Linked DNA regions of Mus musculus: region 2 is linked to region 1. The links are chromatin contacts, called in public HiChIP or PLAC-seq maps. All regions are on one chromosome and are shown on one strand. Each heading gives the region's core, a stretch centred on a gene start, on an enhancer-like site or on the middle of the called end of the contact. The rest is flanking DNA. Distances are from core to core; before and after follow the strand shown.

The links. HiChIP or PLAC-seq counts read pairs in DNA pulled down with a chosen protein or histone mark.
Region 2: a FOXA1 HiChIP or PLAC-seq map of pancreatic cancer cells shows a contact between it and region 1. The contact joins two enhancer-like sites. A contact is called at or near these places in 6 of 39 promoter capture datasets (embryonic stem cells, hematopoietic stem and progenitor cells, hippocampal neurons and 2 more), 2 of 15 datasets of contacts at CTCF or cohesin (large pre-B cells and stem cell-derived epiblast-like cells), 9 of 484 Hi-C or Micro-C datasets (B cells, the G1E-ER4 cell line, the N1E-115 cell line and 4 more), 11 of 115 datasets of contacts at active chromatin or transcription factors (bone marrow-derived macrophages, differentiating embryonic stem cells, embryonic midbrain and 4 more) and 4 of 9 other capture datasets (adipose tissue, embryonic stem cells, liver and 1 more).

Annotation. Positions count from the first base shown.
Region 1 is chr11:116,207,845-116,213,304 of GRCm38.p6, reverse strand. All of the region lies in intron 3 of Ten1 (TEN1 telomerase capping complex subunit), which reads right to left. Among named protein-coding and RNA genes, the nearest start is that of Acox1, 12 kb to the right of the region's middle. Within about 2 kb of position 2,359, at least 26 of the 459 cell types and tissues checked have an H3K27ac peak or open chromatin away from gene starts, as enhancers often do. A contact at or near this core is called in pancreatic cancer cells, where this site is marked.
Region 2 is chr11:116,521,406-116,526,640 of GRCm38.p6, reverse strand. No RefSeq gene overlaps it. Among named protein-coding and RNA genes, the nearest start is that of Sphk1, 8.4 kb to the left of the region's middle. Within about 2 kb of position 2,705, at least 83 of the 459 cell types and tissues checked have an H3K27ac peak or open chromatin away from gene starts, as enhancers often do. A contact at or near this core is called in pancreatic cancer cells, where this site is marked.

The DNA.
Region 1 (5,460 bases), core at 1,110-3,609:
TTGTGAGCCACCGTGTGGTTGCTGGGAATTGAACTCAGGACCTCTGGAAGAGCAGTCAATGTTCTTAACCGCTGAGCCACCTCTCCAGAGTTTATAAGAGCTCCAAGAACAAGAACAGAATGAGATGTTCACAGCATCTCAGCAGCTGCTTGGGGGCTGGAGAGATGGTCAGTCAGGAGTCTGACTCCTAGCCTGTCAGGTGACTCACACGCAGCAGGTCTAGCCTCTGTGGAAACCTGTACACACACACACACACACACACACACACACACACACACACACAAGCAAACAATAAGTAACTTAAAACAAACAAACGGCAGCAGTAACAACAACGAAAACCAAGTGTAGACACACCAGAACAATGGGAAAAAAAGAAGCCAGGCGGTGATGGTGCACACCTTTCAACCCAACACTGAGGAGCGACTGATGGAGGACCCCTGTGAGTTCAAGGCCAGCCTGCTCTATATAGCAAGTTCCAGGACAGCCAGGGTGACACAGATAGAGACACCCCGTCTAAAAACAAAATTAACTGAAACAAAAATGGAGGGCATGGGAGGAGTTTGTTGAGAGCCCTTGATTATGATTTGATTGTGACACCATGGGGGTGTATGGGGTTCCACAATGAGAGGTGGGAGACACAGAACTTAAGGCAGGATCCTGTGTCAAATATTTTCAAACTTCTGGGGTGAAGATTTTCTTAGAAATCTGCTTAATGTCGGGCGGTGGTGGCGCATGCCTTTAATCCCAGCACTTGGGAGGCAGAAACAGGCGGATTTCTGAGTTCGAGGCCAGCCTGGTCTACAGAGTGAGTTCCAGGACAGCCAGGGCTACACAGAGGAACTCTGTCTCGAAAAACCAAACCAAACAAACAAAAAAAAGTAAGAAAATTAAAGAAAAAGAAAAAAAAAAAAGAAATCTGCTTAAATTTCACAGACTCTTAAAAGGTGTTTGCTTATACTTTAGAAGATTTAAATTTGTAAATTAGATATATACGTGTGTATCTATGAATGTGCGCATATGAGTGCAGGTGCCTATGAAGGCCTGAAGAGAATACTGGCTCCCCTGGAGCTGGAGTTACAGGTGGCTGTGACTGCCTGTGTGGGTGCTGGGAAGCAGGCTTGGATCCTGTGGAAGAGCAGCGAGTGGTTGCAGCTGTTGAGCCTTTGCTCCTGTTCATTACGTTCATCAGTCTCAGTTGGCTTTATCGTTTATTGTCTACAGAGTAAGCGGTCCCCAGAATGGACGGCTTCTCAGTGGCTCGGTCAGGCCATGGCTGCAGTCCAGGTGCTTCAGCCCATTCTGGATGGAAGGAGGAGAGATGGGAGTGCATGTGTGGCATCTGAGGATGGCAGCCTGTGGGTAGAAGGTGTGAGGTAAAGCAGGCAGGAAAGGGCTTGCCTAGAGTCCTAGCCCTTGGCAGGGTGTGGCTGAACAAAAATCCCATTTCAAAAAACAGAGCACTGCTAGCGTGTGCAAGGACCTGGGTTTGACCTTCAGCACAAACCAAAAACATGCATATACATATGCACATACACATACATATGCACATACACACAGGGTCTGGGAGATGGGTTGGTGGTTAAGAGCATGCAGAGGACCTGAGCTCAGTTCCCAACTGAGTCCAATTGCTTACAACTCTTTGATCCAGTTCTGGGGGGATCCAAAGCCACAGGTTTCTATGGGTACCTGCATATATGTGTACATACCTACACACAGACAGACGGGAACACACACATACACACACATTTAAAAGTAAAATAAATCTTCAAGAGAAGGGAAAAGGCCGGGTATGCAGCTCAGCCGGCAGAGCACTTGGCTAGCACCCCCTCAGCCGCTTAGCATCCGAGCTCCCACGAGCACCACATGAATCGGACACGCTAGCACATGCCTGTAACCCCAGCACTCGGGAGATCAGGAGGTCAAGGTTCTCCTCCAATGCATAGCCGGTTTGCGGGGAGTCTGCTGTACATGAGAGACCATCTAAGAACAGTCACACACAACCACGTGCCTAGCATGCAGGAGGTCCAGGTTCAAGCCTAAGCACACATGCAACTGTCAGGTACCACTGCCCTGCCGTGTGGAGACCACTAGTGCTGGCCTGCACGCCTTAATGGCAGTCACTCGACAACATCAAAGGTAGTCCTTGTATGGTCACCCCAAACCCACCAAGTCCTCATCCCTGCCCACACTCCTGGGTCCTGTGTCCTTCCTCTGTTGTACTGTGTTTCCCTCTTCCAGTGTCCTTATAAGAGTCTCACCTTTTCTCTGGGACTTGGCTGAAACCTGGCTTTATCCATATCAACAGGTCCTACTGTGCAGGAGGTGAGTCCAGAGTTCACCTGCTGCTCGGGTTTCCTGTTACACGCCCGGCTCCTTCCCACTGATAACTGTTTACAGCAGTTTACCTCTGCTCCAGTTCTCCCTCCCACACCCACCTCGCACCTTGGACTGGTTTGTTCTAGAATCTTACACCCTGTTTGTTCTCAGTATCTTCCTGACCTTTCACTCCTACTACTGCAGCCTTCTTCACCCCTTGGGTCTCCTGGACTCTCTCACCTTCTCTGTCTCTTCAGCCGGCCCTAAGTACCTCCCAGCCATTTTCCTGGTATTGCAGGACTCAGCCTTTGCCTTCCAACCTGCCTGCCTGATGCATCTCCAGCCTCTGCCCTCCCCGGTCGCATCTCTGATGAGTACAGAGAAGCCTCAGACCACAAAACATATTCTCACTGTAACACAGGGACTTCAGAGTCTCCTCTCACTGAACAGCTTTCCTTGTCTGTCTAGAAACTCTTCTGTGTCCTGGCTAGCCTGGCCTCACGCTCAGTGACAGTTATGCAGGCATTACCAAACATGTAACTCTCCTGCCTCATACCTATCTCTCCTAGAAAAATTCCTTTACCTTTGTGTTGCCACCACTGAGCTTGGCTTCCTTCCCCCAGCTCCCTTCTTCTTTTCACTTTCTGAGGTATGGCCTTGCCAAGATACCCAAGCTGCCCTTGAACTCACTCTGTATCCCTGGTAGGCCTGGAACTTCCTGGGCAGCTAAGATTACAGTCACTGTGTAACCCCAGGCCTACTTGTTGCCAACCACTTGAATTATTTCAAAGCATCTAGCAGAGAGGATATTTTGATTATTCTGAGCTCTCTCTATCTCTCTCTCTCTCTCTCTCTCTCTCTCTCTCTCTCACACACACACACACACACACACACACACACAGACATGCGCGCGCGCAGAAGATAAATGTCTACAGAGATTGATATACCAATTGTTCTGATGTAATCATTCATTACCTACCATGGACATGTATTGAAATGTCACCCTGTGTCCATAGTATGGCTATACAATCACCATGTGACAATTAAAAGTTTTTACAAGCCAGGCATGGTAGCGCACACCTTTAGTCCCAGCACTCGGGAGGCAGAGGCAGGTGGATTTCTGAGTTTGAGGCCAGCCTGGTCTACAAAGTGAGTTCCAGGACAGCCAGGGCTACACAGAGAAACCCTGTCTTAAAAAAACAAAAAAAAAAAAAGTTTTTACAATAGTTTTTAAAAGGTGAGAAAAGAGGTTTGTGAGGTGGCAGTTGTTACAGCCAGTATGCTTATACAAGGTGTGATTATTACTAATTACACACAGGGGAAGATGTTTAGAAACACCTCAGACAGGGACCCATCAGGGCCTTGGACGGTACCAAGCGGTGTCAGATTCCGGGAGATGATCACAGAGCTGGTGCTGTTCCACACCAGTCTCCTGGCTGGCTCTAGATGTAAAACATGGGAGAAAGGTTCCTCTGCCCGACCTCTCCTTTGTCCTCAGAACTTTCCACCTGGACACAGTGCACTGCACATGTTTGATGGACCTTTGTATCCGCCAGGACTTAAGGCCTGGCCCAGGAAGGATGAAAGCTGTGTACCTCCTGCTCAGGGGAAAGGTCAGGACAGGCATGGCCACACTCAGCCAGCTCAGGGTTCCACCCACGGCTCGCTCATCAATTCCTTACTCCACATCACAGTGGCACATTAAAATCCTCAGGAAATGCATAAAAACGTTATGAGAAAAGAAGGCAAGCACAAGATGGAGCACGGCAAGCAGAAGGTGGAGCACAGCAAGCAGAAGGTGGAGCACGGCCTTAGAGAGCACCAGGCCAGCACACGATGCTCAACGAGGCCGACGTGAGCGTGCGCGCCCACACAGTGAATGAGGAGGGTGTTTGTGTTTTTTAAGATTTATTTATTTATTTTATGCATATGACTACACTGTAGCTATCTTCTGACACACATCAGAAGAGGGCATCCGATCCCATTACAGATGGTTGTGAGCTACCACATGGTTGCTGCTGGGAATTGAACTCGGGACCTCTGGAAGAGTAGTCAGTGCTCTTAACCCTTGAGCCACCTCTCCAGCCCAGGTTTTTTTTTTTTTTTTTTTTTTTTTTTTTTTTAAAGATAAAAGGCCCTTAGTGCCTCCTCTCATTTCTCTCTCAAATCAGTTATGAGGGAAGGAACTCTGACCTTCAAATCTTAAATCTGGGTCAGAGGAACTTTTATTAAGTCCATTATAATTAAAATCAGCACTATTTAATTAATTAATTAATTACATTAATTGAAGTCCTGGGATTAAAGGCGTGTGCCATCACTGCCTGGCTGCTAACATCAGTTTTAAAAATGCTAAGAGAAGTCTAAAAATTAGATGGTTGTGGTTACACATATGTAAAATCCTAGTACTCAGGAGTTAGAGGCAGGTGGATCACAAATTCAAGGCCAGCCTGGGCTATATATTGAGAGACTCTGTCTCCAAGCAAGGGGAAGGGAGGGAGAGTTTTATGCCATAGCCAGTCTAGTGGCACATTTATGAGGGAGGCAGAGGCAGAGACAGAGAGGCAGAGAGGCAGAGAGAGAGGCAGAGAGGCAGAGAGGCAGAGAGAGAGAGGCAGAGAGGCAGAGGAGGCGGCCAAGGGACCACAGTTTTAGCTTTTAAAATTTTAAAGATGTATTTACCTATGTGTATGACTATCTGTGTGTTTGTCTGTGTGGAGATCAGACTAGCATGTCACATCCTGTGAACCTGGAGCTATGGGCAGTTATGAGCTGCCATGTGGGTGCTACAAATATGTATCATAACAGGCATGGTCATCTACAAGAACAGCAAATGCTCTTAACTGCTGAGCTTTCTCCAGCTCCAACCACAAGTATAAGGCCAGCCTTGGCTATACTACTATTTAGAGGGGAGCCCAGGATATATGAAACCGTCTCAAAAACAACACACACACTAAATAAGAACACGTTTTATATGTTTTTTTTTTAAAAAAAAACTTAAAAAAAAACCAACTAAACATAGACAGGAAGTACAGTATGCTATTAACCATGTAAAGGAAAATGGTATAGAAAAAAATCCTGGGGACACCACAACACTCCGGCTTAAGTGACTTACCGCTCCCTGGCAGCGGATCCTGCACTGTCTCT
Region 2 (5,235 bases), core at 1,456-3,955, 310 kb before region 1:
GCACAGGCATGTGCCATCACACCCAGTTTCTAGGATATTAGGGATAAAACAAAGGGCTTCTTTCGTGCTAGGTAAGGACTCTACCAACTCAACTCCATCCTCAGACTTGTTGTTGTTGTTTTGAGACAGGGTCACATTATGTATCTCTATCTGTCTTAGAGCTTGCTGTGTAGACCAGACAGGCCTTGAACTCACTCACAGAGATACTCTTACTTCTACATCCCAAGCGCTGATCTTCACTTTGTTGAGAGAAGCATGGCAGAGAAATTCTCCTGGCATCCTTGCTGGTCTTGGTTACTCCTGCTGACTTGTGCCGATTCGGCAGAGGCCTGGCTATTTCTTCTGGGTCATGCCAATGCTGCTGATTCCTGTTTGCTATCTTGACATTACTAAACTGGACCACTGGTATCCTGACAATTGGAGATTGAAATCGCTGCAGAGAACCATTTCTAAACAGGTCCACTTCCGCCGAATCCTAGTAACCTTCCTTTTCCACTGCTTCAGGTGGGTGGTGGGCTAGAGGGGACGCTGAAGCATTTAAAAACCATCATGAAAAGTAGGTTTTGAAAAAAATCAAAGCAACAAGGGCTCCTTCCAATCTGTTCGCCCGTTCACAAGTGTCTGACTAGGGCTACCAAGGGCTCCTTAGTGAGAGCCGTCCACAGTCATCTCCCCTTGTCTCAGACCTCCAGCACTTACTGATGGGAGGAGCATCCCATTTGGATGGGAGCATCCCATACTGATGGCAGCATGCCATACTGATGGGAGGAGCATCTCATACTGATGGGAGTATCCCATACTGATGGCAGCATGCCATACTGATGGGAGGAGCATCCCATACTGACGGGAGCATCCCATACTGATGGCAGCATACCATACTGATGGGAGGAGCATCTCATATTGATGGGGGCATCCCATACTGATAGGAGCATCCCATATGGATGGGAGCATCCCATACTGATGGCAGCATGCCATACTGATAGGAGGACCATCTCATACTGATGGGAATATCCTATACTGATGGGAGCATCCCATACTGATGGGAGGAGCATCTCATACTGATGGGAGCATCCCATACTGATGGGAGGAGCATCTCATACTGATGGGAGCATCCCATACTGATAGGAGCATCCCATATGGATGGGAGCATCCCATACTGATGGCAGCATGCCATACTGATAGGAGGAGCATCTCATACTGATGGGAGTATCCTATACTGATAGGAGCATCCCATATGGATGGGAGCATCCCATACTGATGGCAGCATGCCATACTGATAGGAGGAGCATCGCATACTGACGGGAGTATCCCAAACTGATGGCAGCATACCATACTGATGGGAGGAGCATCCCATATGGATGGGAGCATCCCATAATAATGAGAGCATCCCATGGGGACTCAGATCTGTGCTGCTGACTGTGACACTTAAGCAGGTGTGAACCTTACAATCCAGTCTCCACAAGTCAGCCAGCCTGAGCTCTACATATCAGAACTCATCAGACCTTCCCAGGTTGCCCTCCCCAATAAATCTGTGCTTTTCCATTGCTTTAGGAATAAAAACTAACTTTCCTATAGAAAAAGCAACAATTTGCCTTTACTCTCAGGCCAAAATCTATATAGATTTCTGTAACCGCAAGGGGGTGGGGCTCTCTATTCTCCGGTGAGTAATTAGTTCTGTAAGAGACACCCACTCTGTGTCTTTTTTTCCTCCTCTTCCTCTTTCTCCTCCTCTTCTTTGAGGAGTGGGGAGGAGGGCGGGTCAAGAGTGGCCTGTGTAAACCGGGCGTGGTGATGCTGGCCTGTAATTCCAGCACTCAGGAGGCAGAGGCAGGCGGATTTCTGAGTTCAAAGTCAGCCTGGTCTACAAAGCGAGTTTCAGGACAGCCAGGGCTATACAGAGAAACCCTGTCTCGGAAAAAAAAAAAAAAAGTGGCCTGTGTAACTGAGAAGGATCTAGAACTCTGATCCTGCCTCCGTATCCCAAGAGCTGCGATTACAGGCTAAAGACTGACTCCAGGACTGGGAGTGTCCCAAGCAAACACTCTAGATTCCCATCTCATCTGCAAGGTCCCTTCTGCACATAATGTAATATGTTCATTCACAGGCGCCAGAGACAGAGGGGAGGCCACTGTTTTGCTAACCACAGAGGGAAATAATGTCAATCTGTCCTCACTTGGCTCTGGAACCTCCTTTCCCAACTTCCCGTCTCTGGTTTTACCCCCAGGATTTTGCTTTTCCACAAAAGCACTTAGATCGAGTGGGGCTGGAGTCAGGCTTGCTGGGACTGAGGCATGAACCTATAGACTGTATCTTAGACTCATCTAGAGCCTAGAGAAAAATTAGTTTCCATTTCTGAAAATTACCTAAGAGGAAGAATCTAGCATCGTTGCTAAATGTAGTACTGACAGGCTTGCAAAACCCCATCCTTTCGCCTATGGAAGGGATTGGAAGCAGCCCAGCCCGTCCATTCTCAGCCTGGCACAATTTCCTGATACTGCTTTGCAGAAAGAGCTCACCCATGGGCACTGTCCTCTCCTTTCCCTCCCCAGACACCAATGGAACTCTGTAGCTTTGCCACCTCCGGTCATGTGATCTGGAAGCCCAGTTGCTTTTATTCTTCTGTGACAAGGCTGGGCCAGGCTAACCAGCCACAGACATTGGAAAGAGTCGCTCAGTGGAAACATTTCTTAGGCTCCCTCTGACATCATCTTCCATTTGGGCCTGCAGTGGGCTGTGGCCTGGCCTTTGCCCAGCCCCACATCCTGAATCCTAGCAGGATGGATATTTCCTGGTTTGCTCAGGAATCCTAGTCTGACGACTTTACCTCCTGAGCAAGAGAAGCTATGCCAAACCAACAGATTTGGCAGGTCCTAGAAAGAGGAGGGGCTGCAGGAAGCAGGATCAGCGCCCCTGCAGTCAGGGACTAGGAAGCAGGGATCCCTCTGCATCCCAGGAACCCAGTGTAGAGATTGGGCTCCGAGAGGATGGGTGTGCGCGTGGTTTTCCCCGTGCTTTTTGGTTTTGAAGTGTTTTCTACTTTCACAGGCCTCAGAATGTGTGTCCTTGGGTGTTACCCAAAGCAAACAGACAGACAGTGGGTTAGCTCTGGCCCCCAGCCAAACAGTGACTTCGTGCTTCGTGATCTGGGGCCATGTTCACTTACCTGATGGGGTCCCTCCACAAGCACAGGAGACTTTGGGAATGCTGCCCTTAGGGGCGTACATTTCTTTTGTACAAATGCACACCTATTGGGCTGCCACAGTTGTAGCCAAATTATTGAGGGCCAGGGGCAATAGAGGGAGAGGGAGGCAGATGCCCTGATTCATCAAGCTGGAAAAGATACCACAAAGCCAGGAGCGAGGCTTGCCTGCTCCTCTCTCTCATTATCCACATCCCAAAAATAGAACTTCCCCTTCCCTGGAGGCTCGGTTCCTGAAGGTCAAAGCCTTGAATTCTTTGCAGACACGAGCCTAGTAATTTAAGTAATGATTTCACGGGGTGCACTGGACAGCTGGGGCTTTGGACAAGGGCTTTGTCCCACGCAGGCTGGATGAAGAGGCTTCATACAGCAGAGCATGACGCTGCTCCCATGAGTTGGGAAAGTCAGTTTCCAGAAGTGGCATGTCCCTCCTTCCCTCCTTCCCTCCGCTCAGTGCCCTGAAGTCCTGACCACAGCTATGTGACCGCATCTGAACATGAGTTGAGATGTCGTTTCTCCTTCAAGGCACTGTCAGATGATCCCAGCTGCTTCCTCTCCCGGTTCAGTCAGAATGGAGTGTGGTCACCAAGGGATCGATCGATCACCTGCCTAGGTGCTGGAGAGCTTGGCCTTCTTCCTGCTTTTTCTTTTCTCTTCTCTTCTTTTCTCTTCTTCCTTTGTTCTTCTTTCTTTGGTTTTCTTTCTTTTTGTTTCTCCCTCCTTTAAAATCATTATTACTTTTTACTTTTTTTTTTTTTAAGACAAGTCCACATATAGCCCAGGATGACCTTGAATTCCTGAACCACCTCTGCCTTTCCCTCCTTCTGCTAGGATCCCAGCATGTGACCCAACAGCTCGCCCCAGTCTTATCGTGTGTGTGTGTGTGTGTGTGTGTGTGTGTGTGTGTGTACACGTGAGTGTCCATGTGCGTGTGTGTGGTATGCATAGGATGTCTATGGCTAGATGTGGTCTTGAGGCAATGAGCCAGTGGGTGACATCTTATTTTTTGAGACAGGGTCCACCCCTGATCCTAAAACTCACTATTTTTGATTAAAGTGGCTGGCCAGTGAGTGCCCAGCCAGGCCCCATCCTCCTGGCTCTGGGGTTATGGGCAGGCATGCCGGCATGCCGCCACACCCAGCCTTTCTGTGGTATCCAAACTCAGGTGCTTGTGTTTGCAAAGCAAGCGCTTTACCCACTGAGTCATCTCTCTAGCCCTTTGTTTTGAGGCAAGTTATAATGGAGAACAGCCTGGTCTTAAACTCACTGGGTAGCCAAGAGGGACTTAGAATTCCTTACCTTCCTACCTCTACCTCCCTAGTGCTGGGGGCCAGGAATGTTCTACCACAACCAACTAGACTATTTATTTATTTATTTTATTGTTTGTTTGTTTAGAAAGGGTTCCGCTAAGTAGCCTTGGCTTGCCAGAACTCACTATGTAAACCAGACTGACCTCAAACTCATAGAAATCTGCCTGGCTGTGTCTCCAGAGTGCTAAGATTAAAGACGTGTGACATCATACCTAGCTGGGATTTTGATTTTTGCTGTCTCTTATTTTGAAGCTTGTAGATTAATTGGTTAACAACATTTCTTTAAAATAAAAAAAAAAAAATGAGTTCCCCCTCCCCCATGCTGGGGATTGATCTCTTAGTGAGCACTGGGTAAGCACTCTACCACTGGGAATAAAATATGGATATTTTAAATATATATATAAAATGTATAGGGCTGGTGAGATGGCTCAGCAGGTAAGAGCACCGACTGCTCTTCCGAAGGTGAAAGTCATTAGTTCAAATCCCAGCAACCATATACGGTGGCTCACAACCATCTATAATAAGATCTGACGCCCTTTTCTGGAGTGTCTGAAGACAGCTACAGTGTACTTACATATAATAAATAAATAAATAAATAAATAAATAAATAAATAAATAAATCTTTTTTAAAAAAAATGTAAAGGGTGCTCTGAAAAGCAGAGGAGCTCAGAGGCGGTGCCAATTGTCAACTCGACAAAATCTAGACTTCCCAGAGAGATAGATGAG